3 separate regions of the Mus musculus genome follow, and all the other regions are linked to region 3. Evidence: chromatin contacts called from public Hi-C and promoter capture Hi-C data. All regions are on one chromosome and are shown on one strand. Each heading gives the region's core, a stretch centred on a gene start, on an enhancer-like site or on the middle of the called end of the contact. The rest is flanking DNA. Distances are from core to core; before and after follow the strand shown.

What was found. Promoter capture Hi-C pulls out the DNA fragments that hold promoters and counts their contacts. A called contact is a pair of places that touch in the nucleus more often than the background predicts.
Region 1: a Hi-C map of CD4 T cells shows a contact between it and region 3, with 3 times the contacts expected there. The contact joins the promoter of Rhbdd1 here to the promoter of Mrpl44 in region 3. A contact is called at or near these places in 2 of 39 promoter capture datasets (hippocampal neurons and pre-B cells), 1 of 484 Hi-C or Micro-C datasets (CD4 T cells) and 1 of 115 datasets of contacts at active chromatin or transcription factors (astrocytes).
Region 2: a promoter capture Hi-C map of pre-B cells shows a contact between it and region 3, with 7 times the contacts expected there. The contact joins the promoter of Mff here to the promoter of Mrpl44 in region 3. A contact is called at or near these places in 3 of 39 promoter capture datasets (the 3T3-L1 cell line, embryonic stem cells and pre-B cells) and 2 of 9 other capture datasets (adipose tissue and liver).

The regions. Positions count from the first base shown.
Region 1 is chr1:82,314,339-82,318,351 of GRCm38.p6, forward strand. Rhbdd1 (rhomboid domain containing 1) reads left to right here and starts at 2,241. Exons shown (of 7, transcript NM_029777.3): 1 at 2,241-2,310.
Region 2 is chr1:82,722,446-82,726,545 of GRCm38.p6, forward strand. Mff (mitochondrial fission factor) reads left to right here and starts at 2,445. Exons shown (of 9, transcript NM_029409.3): 1 at 2,445-2,639. It overlaps C430014B12Rik (a long non-coding RNA gene), which reads right to left and starts at 3,476. Exons shown (of 4, transcript XR_865578.3): 1 at 2,342-3,476.
Region 3 is chr1:79,774,281-79,778,669 of GRCm38.p6, forward strand. It overlaps Mrpl44 (mitochondrial ribosomal protein L44), which reads left to right and starts at 1,738. Exons shown (of 4, transcript NM_001081210.1): 1 at 1,738-2,031; 2 at 3,578-4,046. The coding sequence starts at 1,853. It also overlaps a transcript of Wdfy1 not described here.

The DNA of each region.
Region 1 (4,013 bases), core at 991-3,490, 2.5 Mb after region 3:
GATAATCTTATCACGACACTTGGCCCAATTTTGCCCTGTTATAGTTCTCATAGCCGAATCATCTAATTTGAAAGCTGTTCCATAAGAAGGATGATAGACAATCTCTAATCAACGTAACCCATCTTTTGAAACAGTTTGAGTGTAATATATTTGATTCATTAGAAGCTGTGAGAGATAACAACAAACTCCTCCTTTACAGGATAATCCAGTTTTTTGGTACACTGTGTTGTTGTCTGGCATCTTTTCTCCTTCAGGGTGGATTCTGGAAGGTGGGAATGTCTATCTGCCTTTCTGCTAGTTTCCACCCAGTTATGAAATGTTCAAAGGAGGTAACCAAACCCCCAGTTTCAACACAGGCACCATATTTTATGAACATTAATTTGAGTCAAATGGCTAAGAATTGTTGCTTGTCCCTCAAGGGTTAGATACAATTTAAAACTGCACACCATAAATATATTTCATATACTAAATGGAATATGCATAATAATATCTTAGCTGACAAGTAAAATACTTTTGAGAACTTAAAAATTATAATTTTTACAAGGTAATGTAACAATGACTTGCTTTTCTACAAAAACGTTAGAGGACTTAGTCTGGCTTTGAGTCTTTAGTAATTTTAAGCTTTGTTTACATGTAAGAATTCTGACTGTCCCTCTATTAAAGTTTAGGCTAGGAAATTATTACCCAGATAATGGGAACTCCTGATATTCTTGCATCTATTTTCCAAGTGGAGAGATTACAGGTGTTTGCCCCTATGTCTGGTGAGGTCATTAAAAAAATGGTTTTTCTCTGTCCTCTTATATGCCAATGAAACATTTTACTCATATTTAAAATAGGATTAAAATGTTTTTTTTCTTTACTTTTTATGATTCAGGATGTCATATAGACTAAGCTGGTCTTGAAGTTATATAGCTGAGGCTGTCCTTGAACTCCCAATCTTCCTGTCTCTACCTTCAAACTGTGGGGTCATTAGTGTTCACCATCACAGCCTGCTCCCCAAGAACATTCCTAAGCCCTGTCTATTTACAATTGCATTTTTTTTGAGATTACTGATTTGAGACTTGATTTGCGGCTCTTTTAAAGTCACTTCTGCACTTAAAAACAAGATAATAACAAAAACAGTGTAAGTATAGAAAGGGGTAGACTGACAGAGAATATAAAGCAAGAGTATATTAATGGAATGGATGCATAGAATTGGTGGGAAGAACAAATAGAGACCTCTCCTTTTGAGAAATTGCATTCATGTTTTCTTCCTAAGGAGATATATTTCTACATGCAATTTAGTTCCCCCTACTCACTTGGGTTCCATTTCCAGGAATGCAGTTTCGCAATGTCAGTCTTGGACTTACATACCCCCCCACTTTTTTTTATACCTGAAAGGGGTTAAATTATAAGAATTCATTCTTGAATTTGCTAAGAATTTTGTCACTTGAAATTCTCATCTATATCTCCTAATAGTGTGGGAAATTTTCATTCAAATTCCAACTACAAGGGAAAATTTTTTAGGAGAATTTCTTCTGTTATACAATAGAAGATTAACTTTTGGGGGACTGGGAAGTTTTTAATATGCTAACTAGACGTGGCTACTAAGCCTTTTGGTAAATATACCTGCACCCAATTCATGCCTTGAAAAGGTGGAGCTCTCCTCTAATTACTAGAAAAATAATTACACCAAACATCGTTTTCTTGTAGGACACAAATGCAGCATTGCCTTTAGAAGAAGCTGCCCATGAAACTGGTTCCACGTTAGAAGGAGAAAATTGCATCAAACGACCTAAGTCACAAAAACCTTTTCTCACGAGCCCTTAAAGCAGTAAACAGGCTAAGCAGTGTGGCCTCGTGTTTGTGCTTGGGGAATGAAATGTACACCGTGGCCCTGTTTCGCCGGCCTACTTTCTGGGATAAGCAGCTCTCCTGAGGCCCATTGGGAACAGCTACTGTCTCCACCGTCCACTTGGTAGACTACACTGCACCGGGAAGAAACTTTGGCCTTGAGGGAGCTGGCCATAGGCGACTCATGCGCTGTGCGCGTGGTAAGTGATTATTAGTTAGTTATGGCTGTAAAAGCACACCGACACCCTTGTTGCTAAGGGTTGAATAGGATGAGCGCTACGCATTAGCTAGAGGAAGCCGAAAAGGCAGTACGAAGCACGGAGCATGCGCAGACTGCCGCTCCTTTCCCTAGGCCGCCGGAAGTGGAGCCTGCGGAATCGGCGTCCGTGCCGGAAGTTGAGTCTCCGGATTCGGCGTCCAGACGTAGTGACGCACGAGCGCGGGAGTACGTGAGGACGCAAGCGGGTCTTAGAGAGAGTGAGTTTCCGCGTCTCTTCAGCTGAGTGTATGGCATCGCTTTTGTGCGGCGTGTGTTGCGGCTTCCCGGGACCACGGATGGCGGGGCCGGGGCTGAGATCCGGGCCGCTGCGGGCCGGGCGGAAGCGCTGCTATGGGGCCAGCCAGGGTCCGCTGGGCGGAAGTGCTGCTTAGGGACCGGGCGGAGGAGCCGGCCCGCCGGGTCCGGGTCTTCTTCTCCCCTCCGGCCGGCCGGGATGGGGTCGCAGGGGCAGTCGCACCGGTACCGCTTCCCTGGCTCATGGAGATCTAGGCTGCCCGGATAGGCTTTTGCGAGGTTCCTCCGACTTCAGGAAGTTTGAGGCGAAGTTGCATCAGCTTGCACAGAGCTTGCAGTGGCAGGTGGTTGGGGGGGCGGCCACTTCTGTCTCAAACACACAGACCCATCCTAACCTCTGTAAGGCTGTCTGTACCACAGAATAGAGGACAGACATACACCCGAGGGACTTCACCTCTTCTCTTTTCACACATGCCTTTCCGTTTTTCCAAAACAGGCATTATTTAAAACAACAACAACAACAATAACAACTGTAATATCTAATTATTGCACGGTTAAGATTCAGTTGTCAGACTCATTTATAAAAGTCCCTTTCAGTAGCTTCATGACACCAGGTTTTCTTTGGGGGGGGGGGCATGGTGCCAGGTTTTTTGTTTTTTTTTTTTTTTCCCCCTCTACTTTTCATCCCAACGTCCTAACCTCATTTACCTTCTTCCTGCTTCTATTACTGATTCTGCTTCGGATCTTCTAGTGTTCTGGTACATTCCAGGAGAGCAAGTGCTCCTGCCTTGGTCCTGGGTTTGCTCTCCATCAACAGCATCTTCTGAGGGAATTGTTGGCAGTACAGATTTTAGTGTCATACCCCTTTGAGCAAGCCTTTCGGTCCATTCTAGCACTTCCGGGTACTGAGTTCGACGAATAACAGCGTAAAAAGTACTCACTCGTTATGGAATTTTATACATAATGAGGTTAGAGTAAGGTGAGGTATTTTCTAGATCTGGAATCTTGACCGAATCATTTAACTGTGACTTCATAGTACTAAGTGTTGACATGTGAAAACAAGTGGGTAGCAATAACCCATACAAAACACTCCAAGAGAAGTTACTAGACCTGCATGAAGAAAGCGCACAGGTCGTGGAGGAAGGACGAGGTGTAGGGTTAGAGAGCAGTTGGAGTGCATGATTTTATGACTGCTGCAAAGACTTTTATCCCAACTACTTATGAATAGTAAAAATTTAGATACAGGATAGTTATGGATGTCTCACACCTGTAACAGCAATGCTCAGGAGGCTGAGGCAAGAGATATCCTAAGTTTGGAGTCCAGTCAGAGCTACATCATGAGACCCTATGCAAACAGCCACATCAAGCGAGAAAGTTACAGCAGTCCGTTATGCCACTAATTTTATTTACATTGTGGTATTTTAGAAAATGAACTATTAGAAATTGTGCCAAGGTGGTTTAAAGGTCTTTGCCCTTCTTGTTTCTTCAACTTAGTTATACCTAAGTTTGTCCTGTAGTTTGGTAAAGGCCAGACCAGAGTTACAAAGAAGCATACAGTGGTGGCTAGCACCCCGCCACCAAAAGCTGTTTCTGTCCTTAGCTTTTGTCCCTATATATGGTATGGCTCCATCTTAGCAAAGAAGGGCTCATGTCCATTGGGGACGGT
Region 2 (4,100 bases), core at 1,195-3,694, 2.9 Mb after region 3:
TGGCATTAAGTCACAAACAGAAATGTACACATGAGTGAGAGAAGAAAAGGAAGACCCATCATGAATCTATAATACAGGACACAAGAAGGAATAGACTTCCATGTGCATGGAAGAAGCACCATTCATGCCACATAACTTTTCATTTAAGACTGTATCACACACTATTAGGTGCTCTGACATTCTATGAAACACTGTCTTGTTTAATAGACTCACATGATGCCCAAAGATAAATGATAAATCAGGGTTACAGAAGAAGACCTGGGTTTGATAACTGAATTATGGATCTTTATTTAAAAGTCATTTCAAAACTTTGAAAAGAAAGGGCTAGGGACAAAAGAAAAAGAAGTCTGCAACATTTAAGAAGTGTAAGGGAGCAATAAGACCCTTGATAGGTTATTTCTCTGCTGCTGCTGAAATCAACCCATTTAAACCAGATTAGATTAGATTAAAGACAGGTTTATTGGGAAGATGCTGTCCGGCAAATGGGTGAGTTCACTGGTGCCAAGGACTGAGGACAAGGAAGTTGCCATGGGGAAAGGGAGGGATAAGAGAGAGAAAGGAGAGAGAAGGGGAAAAAAGGAGAGGGAGAGGAAGAGGGGTGAGAAAGAGGGATGAGTGAGAGGGAGAGAACACATTTAAAAGTCTTGATAATGTATGGCTTACCTAGCTTATCCATACTTACCCCCAAAGGCCTTGACTTGGAATGACAGGATAATGTTATTTAATCTGTCCGTAAAGGAGGATTACTTGTCACTATAAATTAGCAGGACACACCACCCACAGTAGGCCCCTTTGAAATAAAGATTATTTTGAGACAAAGACACTTAAAAAGTGTCTTCTCACATTTTTACAATTTACTACAATGGTCAGCTTCTGATACAGATTATAGATCCTAAGAACTTCTTTGTGTCTTCATTTTTCAATATTCCAACATACAAGCAAAAATTACTAATTAAAAGTGTATGCTTCCATTCTGTTCACCTGCTGTTTTATGCCAATTTAATTGGGGTCTCACTGAGACCTTCAGAAGGTAAAGGGAAATTTTGCTTATCTTAAACCAATATTAGGAAGGACACACAAGAATGAAATTCAGAAAGTTTGACACATTATTTTGAAGGAAAATAACACTTCTGGGGGATCATCTGAGATTTTCTTTGTTTGGGTTTTTGTTGTTGTTTTGAGTCAGGGTTCATTGTGTAGTGCTGGCAATCCTCCCACCCTCTTACTTCTGGTTCCTTAGAACTGTAGTTATAAGAATGAGCCAAAGATTGACTTTGGAAGTATTTTTAGATTCAAGACTATATCACTTGAGTAAATACTCTTCCTTTGCACAAGGGAGTGAGAAATTTGTTCTAGAATCACAGCTCATATCCACAAGCTTATGTCTCTTATATAAAATTGATGGTTGCAGATAACCTATGCACATCCTCACAAACACTTAAAACTGTTTCTAGATTACATATATTTAAACCAATATAAACATGTTAGACTCTATTAGTAGGAAATAACCACAAGAAAAAGAGCATGTATGGGCCTGGAGAGATGGCTCAGTGGTTAAGAGTTCTTCCAAAGGTCCTGAGTTCAAATCCCAGCAATCACGTGGTGGCTCACAACCATCCGTAATGAGATCTGACGCCCTCATCTGGTGTGTCCAAAGAAAGCTACAGTGTACTTACATATAATAATAAATTAATCTTTTTTTTTAAAGTATCAAGGTGTTTACTGTTTAAAAAAAAAAGAGTGTGTATGTTTGATATAGATAATGACACAGGCCTTCCACTCAATACTTAGCTGAGGCTGGTCTGGAACTCTTGATCCTATAGCTTCTAGCTCCTAAGTCCCTAATACTGGGATTTCAAGAGTGTGGCACCAGGCTCAACTATAATATGGAACAGATTGTAAAAAAAAAAATTCTTTAACCCTGGTTGGTTGTCACCAAGGATGAGAAACAGTGGGTGAAGTTGCTAGGTTATGAAAATAGAGGCACACGTCGTATTTCCTGATTTGGCTTCCCGTCTATCCTTCTATGAGCAAGTATGGTTCTTGCCTTCCAGAGGGGAGCCACAAGTTGGGTGTTTAGATTTGAAAGAGATTTCTGACCCCTACTATCTTGAAACCCAATTCAGCTTCCCCTTTTCTCGGATTCTTAATTTGTAAGTTTTAGGGAAATCACAATTAGACTGCTGAAGAATTACTTCCAATATTTAGTTATATATGCAAATTCGCGGGCCACCATAAGAATTTTTATTCAGGCGTTCCTTTAAAACAGGTTACCAGTTTACCTGCAAACGCAAGGTTCTTAAAGATCGCAAAGTCTAGAAACCCCCTCAACAGGAATCACCTGAGACGGAAGTACTTTGCCCACGACAAAAATGGCTCCGCGTCGACGTCTCAGGAGCCTGCATGCAACATCCGCCCTTCTCTCGTCACATGACCAGAAACCTACTTCCGCTACGGCTCCTGGAAGGGGTCAGTCCTGGCCGTTCTCGCGTCTGTCCCGGCCCGTCGCGGCCGCTCCGCCGCTTCTTTGCCCGGGCGCCTCGGTGCGCTCGGTCAACGGCCTCTGCGAGCGCTCACCCGAGTGCCCCGGAGCCGGCGGGCGGCGACCCTCTCTCCGGGGACTCTCCAGCAGGCCCAGGGTGAGTGCTCTAGTCTCCCCAAGCAGGACTCCGGGCCTAGCGCCGCGGCAGTGACACCCCTCTCCAGACTGGGCGGAGCGGCCCCGGCCTTGGCCCGTCATCAGGTCCCTGCCCTGTAAATATTTGGGACCGGCTTCTTCACCGTTTCTACCTCCGCATCTTGTTCTGTGAAACAAAAATCGAATTTTACTGACAAAACGAAAAACACCTATTAGTTTGGGGTTAGGAAACGGAAGGAAGCCTGTGAGTTTGGATCTGGGCTTTTTCGGGCATCTCTTCCACGGGCCCAAGCACCTCGCAGTTTGACCTTGAGTCTGTCGCGTTTAAAAGTAACTCTTTGTTTTGTGTAAAATCCGTATAACTAAAGGCCTTTGGGAGACCCCGGGCTGGCCATAGCATCCTTGCTCGCTGGAGGCGTTGCGGGCTATACCCCCGCACCCCACGCTAAGCTGGGGTCCAGGTCCCCCATAGCCCCTGACCTCCATTTGCTAAAAACTTGTCATTGCAAAACAAACAAGCAAACAAAAACAAGAAACAAACAAACAAACCAGCGTCCCAGTCCCACTAGCTCAGGAGCAGGACGCATTTTCTGGGAAGAGCAACGCTGTCTCTGAATTGGTGGTGCTCTCTAATTCCAGAAGACTAAAACTTGTGCCCAATAATGCTAAGCAGGCCTCCCACGGGGAGCCAGTGAATGGGGATGCCCTTTTTCCCAGGTGAGAAACATTCCTTTCTCCCTCAGTCGCTTTGGCTACTAATGAGATTCCCCAAAGAAAAACCTTTAGGGAAAGTAGGACCATTGAGCCCTATTTAGTATTCTGAGCGCAACTAGATTGCTTGAGGAGGGGTGTGTATGTGTGTTTATATGTGGATAACGGGTTGTCTAATTTTTGGTTTCGAGGACCTGTGAATTGAGATAGCTCCTCAGTGGTGTCTCTGAGTACATGTTTTTTTACTGAACTACTGGAAGGAACTGTGTTAGCTCTCTTCCTGTCTGATAGGGCTGCCTCATTTTAGATTTACAAAGTTTCTTCTGTTACTCTCTCCTTGCTGTTGTGACATTTTTGTTGTTAATAGATACGGGGGGGGGGGGTCCCTTTAGTAGGTTTTTGGGTTGTTTATATAATTCTAGATGTGAGCCCCCTGCCATATGACTACCCAACAAAGATCCCGTAGAATCTCTCTACTCTTAATTTCTACAGAAAGTTTGTATGTTACATGATGCCAGTTCTTGCTGGTGTTTCCTCAGCCTCTCGGAGCCCTTTGCAGAAAGTCCTTGCCTGTGCCTGTGTATCTTCAAGGTTTTGACTCAGAGCTTCAGCAGTTCTTAGATTAGACCTTTGATTCACTGCGACTTAATTTTTTTAAATAGTTTTGGTTTTGTTACATATGTTTATATGCGTACAGCAAGTTTATGGTTCAAAGGTAGTGAATATTAATTAAGGGTAAATAGTCCCTTAA
Region 3 (4,389 bases), core at 488-2,987:
AACTTTCCTCCCCCACTTAATAAAGGATCTCTCTGTGAAAGCAGGTGTTTGGGTGTGGTTTGTTCCTAATCTGAGGTATGAAGGGGAACTCCCAATGTGTGTGGATCTCTTTCACTAACTTTATTAAGCTTGAGATTACTGTTAATCCCACAGATGTGAGGAAAAAGACCCCTAGCTCAAATCATGATGGCCAAATTAATTAAAGAAAGCAATTGATTAAAACAAACCTCTAAAGTTTGTGTACATTGGCTGTCTCTCAATACAGGTGGGGTTCAAGAGATCCTCATTAGATCTAGGGAAGATAAGGTTTTTTTGTCGTCCAAGAGTAGGGGGTTTCCAAATGGAGGATTTGACAGGCAAATAGGCAGAGTTACAGAAGCAGAAAACGAGCATAAGAAGTTGGTAAAACACATGAAACTGAAGAAGAACGAAGACCAAAGTGTGGACACTTTGCGCCTTCTTAGAATTGGAAACAATCACCCATGGAAGGAGTTACAGAGACAAAGTTTGGAGCTGAGACAAAAGGATGGACCATCTAGAGACTGCCATATCCAGGGATCCATCCCATAATTAGCCTCCAAACGATGACACCATTGCATACACTAGCAAGCGTTTACTGAAAGGACCCTGATATAGCTGTCCCTTGTGAGACTAGGCCGGGGCCTAGCAAACACAGAAGTGGATGCTCACAGTCAGCTATTGGATGGATCACAGGGCCTCCAATGGAGGAGCTAGAGAAAGTATCCAAGGAGCTAAAGAGATCTGCAACCCTATCAGAGGAACAACATTATGAACTAACCAGTACCCCAGAGCTCTTGACTCTAGCTGCATATGCATCAAAAGATGACCTAGTCGGCCATCACTGGAAAGCGAGGCCCATTGGTCAGGCAAACGTTATATGCCCCAGTACAGGGGAACGCCAGGGCCAAAAAATGGGAATGGGTGGGTAGGGGAGTGGGGGGGGGGAGGGAGTGGGGGGACTTTTGGGATAGCATTGTAAATGTAATTGAAGAAAATACATAATAATAATAAAAAAAGAGAAAAAAAATGAACAAGCTGTTTGTGAAAGCAGGCACAAAGACCCTGGAGTCTAACTGGGTGAGTGCAGGGGAATTGTTTCCCTTGTATAAGAACCATACAGGTGCCTCTCAAGGAAAAGATGTTCACCATAAAAACTATGGGAAAAGAAGCAGAGACACTTCCATTTCTGACTTCAGGTCTTTTACTCATATTTTGTTAGGAAAGCTTCAAACGTTGATACAGATTTTTAAAAAAAAAACTTGTAATTTCACTGTTAATATTTTTATGTACCCCTCCTGGTCCCGAGTCTTCCCCTGTGGGAGGGGGGTAGGGTGGGAGGAAAGTAGTTGTTTTAAAATACAAACTTTAATTTTGGTTAAGTTAAACACACTTCTGAACGTGCTTTTGTAAGCGAGACTTTTTGGAAACGGTTGGGTGAAGCCTTAAACTTTGAAAACATTTCCTCAGTAGTGGCTGGAATGATGGTCTGCAACTTTTAAGACTGAATGTAAACAAGAAATGTTTTTCTTGTGAAAATTTAAGTGTTTTATTTAGAACTTTAAAAACTAGTTTTTGTTCTGCTTTAATGAGAAATAAACACAAGCGAGACTGATAGGGTCAAGCAACTGTTTCTCAACAATTTCTGCACCCATACTTACAGAATGGGCAGAAAGAAGCACTTGCGCACGCGCAGTACACTAGCCATGCTCCCTCTTCGGTGTCCTCCAGCGTTCAGGCCTCTCTCTGCTGCTGCACCAGTTTCCGGGGAACCGCGTTCGGGCTACACCGCTCCGGCTGTCTTCCTTCCGCCTCCTATTGCCTTGTTCTTGCCATGGCTTCTGCTGTATTCCGGTTGCTGCAGCAGGGCCCTCGCCGCCTATTGGCTCCGGCCGTCCCCACGCTGGCTCCTCCGGTTCGGGGAGTGAAGAAGGGATTCCGTGCCGCCTTCCGCTTCCAGAAAGAGCTGGAGCGATGGCGCCTGCTACGCTGCCCGCCGCCGCCAGTGCGACGGTAGGCGTCTCGGGAGGGTGGAGAGGCTAAGGTGGCGGCGAGGACACCAGGCTGCAGGCAACTGCGGTGGGCACGTTCCTGCAGGCAGCATGGGGCAGAGGAACTGGGCGACAGGGGCTGGGCTGTCCCCTGCAGAATCTCACTAGCTGAATATAAGCAAATGGGGTCGACCAGAGGGTAACTGCTTGGGATTGGGATTGACCCAATTTTGTCACTTCCTAATCTCAGGCCAATTGGGTATTTTAAAGAGGAATAGGGTCATCAATTCTACCATATTGCGTACCAGGGTAGAAACATTTAATTCTGTGTGTAACAGAATTTCATGTCCACTGCCTGGAGTGAGGATAAAAGTTTAGGTTTTTTATCTAATTAATCTTCTTGCCTGGGGGCGGGGGGGGGGGTTGTCGGACAAATCAAAACAGCCAACAACAACAACAACCTCAACAAAAACCCCACAGATTTTTCTAAAGTGCATCATGCTTATATACGATCCTGCATCATGCACTTTCTGTATACTCTGTCTTAGTGGGCAAAAGTACACGAAGATCAACTTCATTCTTACAGTTTCTTTGGCATTTGACTTCCGTTAGATTGTTAGAACACCAAAGAAGCAGGAACTGTCTCTAGTTAGCTAGTTATTCCTGAGCTGAGACTTTGATTACTATTTTAATATTGCCCTCCAGGAGAATATTAATCCCCTTTACACTAACACCAGTGAGAATACACCTTCTATTGCACAATTATTGTGGTTTAATAAGCAAGACTCAGAATCATGTCTTAATTTACATTCCCTTGCCCAATAGACAGGTGGGTATTTTAAGATTAATGAGTTAAAATTGGAAAAAACTATAGAAAACAAATTTAGATTTATGATTTTAAACTTAGATCTATTTTTCTTCTCTCTTTTAACTTTAAAGGATTTTATTGTGGCATTATTTTTCTCTAGGAAAAGACATTTAATTTTCTCTAGGAAAAGGCATTTAATTCTTGGAATTGTGTGTCTGTACAGTGTACCTGCACACACCAGGCCATTGTGTCAATTACCACTACCACTGAATTAGAACAGCCTCAACCCTCGCCTGTGGTTATGAAATTTTGACACACTCATAAGACTGATATTAACTTATGTAACTGGAAATTCAAGTGGACATTTCTGAGCTTTAAATAAATATATATAAACTAAACATAATTACTTTCAGTTTGTGGCCTGAATCTATATAGTTATAATTTGTTCATACTCAGGTAGAAAGCATAATGTCACTGTTAGAGCAGAAAGAGAGAACTTAAATACTAGCAGAGCAGCCTAATGTGATGTGAACAATCTGTTTAATATGGCAGTTAAGCCAAAGGGAAACCCCCACATCTTATATATAGACAGTAATGACGGACTGCCAGTGGTTATCTGTATTACCTTTTGTATTTAGACTGTTAGAATCCGACAATAAAAGAAACAAACTTCATTTCATTCCGTTATGTAGTAAAGTTAGAGCACACCTTACGTGGTACCATGCCCTCCTCCTTACTCTCTTACTGTCTGCCTCCTCAGCTCAGAGAAGCCAAACTGGGATTACCATGCGGAGGTACAAGCCTTTGGATCTCGCTTACAAGAAACCTTTTCGTTGGACCTTCTCAAAACTGCATTTATCAATAGCTGCTACATCAAAAGCGAAGAGGCGAAACGTCAGAGCCTTGGCATAGAGAAAGAAGCTGCTCTTCTGAATCTTAAGGACAATCAGGAACTGTTCGAACAAGGGCTGTCTTTTTCACATCGGTGCCTCACACAGTTTCTCGAAGACGAATTCCCAGACTTGCCCGCCGAAGGCACTGAGAGTCTAGTTAGCTTTCTCACTGGTGAGGCAGTTGTCTGTCACGTGGCCAGGAACTTGGCTGTGGAGCAGTTGACCCTCAGTGCAGAATTTCCTGTCCCCCTGCCTGTCTTACGTCAGACTTTCTTCGCGGTCATTGGAGCCCTGCTGCAGAGCAGTGGCCCTGAAAGGGCTGCACTGTTCATCAGGGTGGGTAATGGTTAGATGCACTTGTTCAGACAGTCTTCATGTGGGCAGAGGGGGACGTTTCTTTTTCTCATGCATTCCTTTGCTAGATCTTGGTACAACTGACTGTTCCTACCCCCAAAACTTAGAAAAACCCAAACTATTTTTATGTTAACTTTGTGGTGGTTATTTCAGTTTTCTTTTGCCAATACCCTGGAAAGCAAATAATAAATGCTGGGTTGTGAGTGCTGGAGGTTTACGTTATTCTTAGCTTTTTAAAATTTTTTGTTTTGGTTTGATTAATTTTTAAGGAAAAAAATGTTTATTTTAGCTCAGAGCTTAAAGATTTATTTATTTACTTATTTAT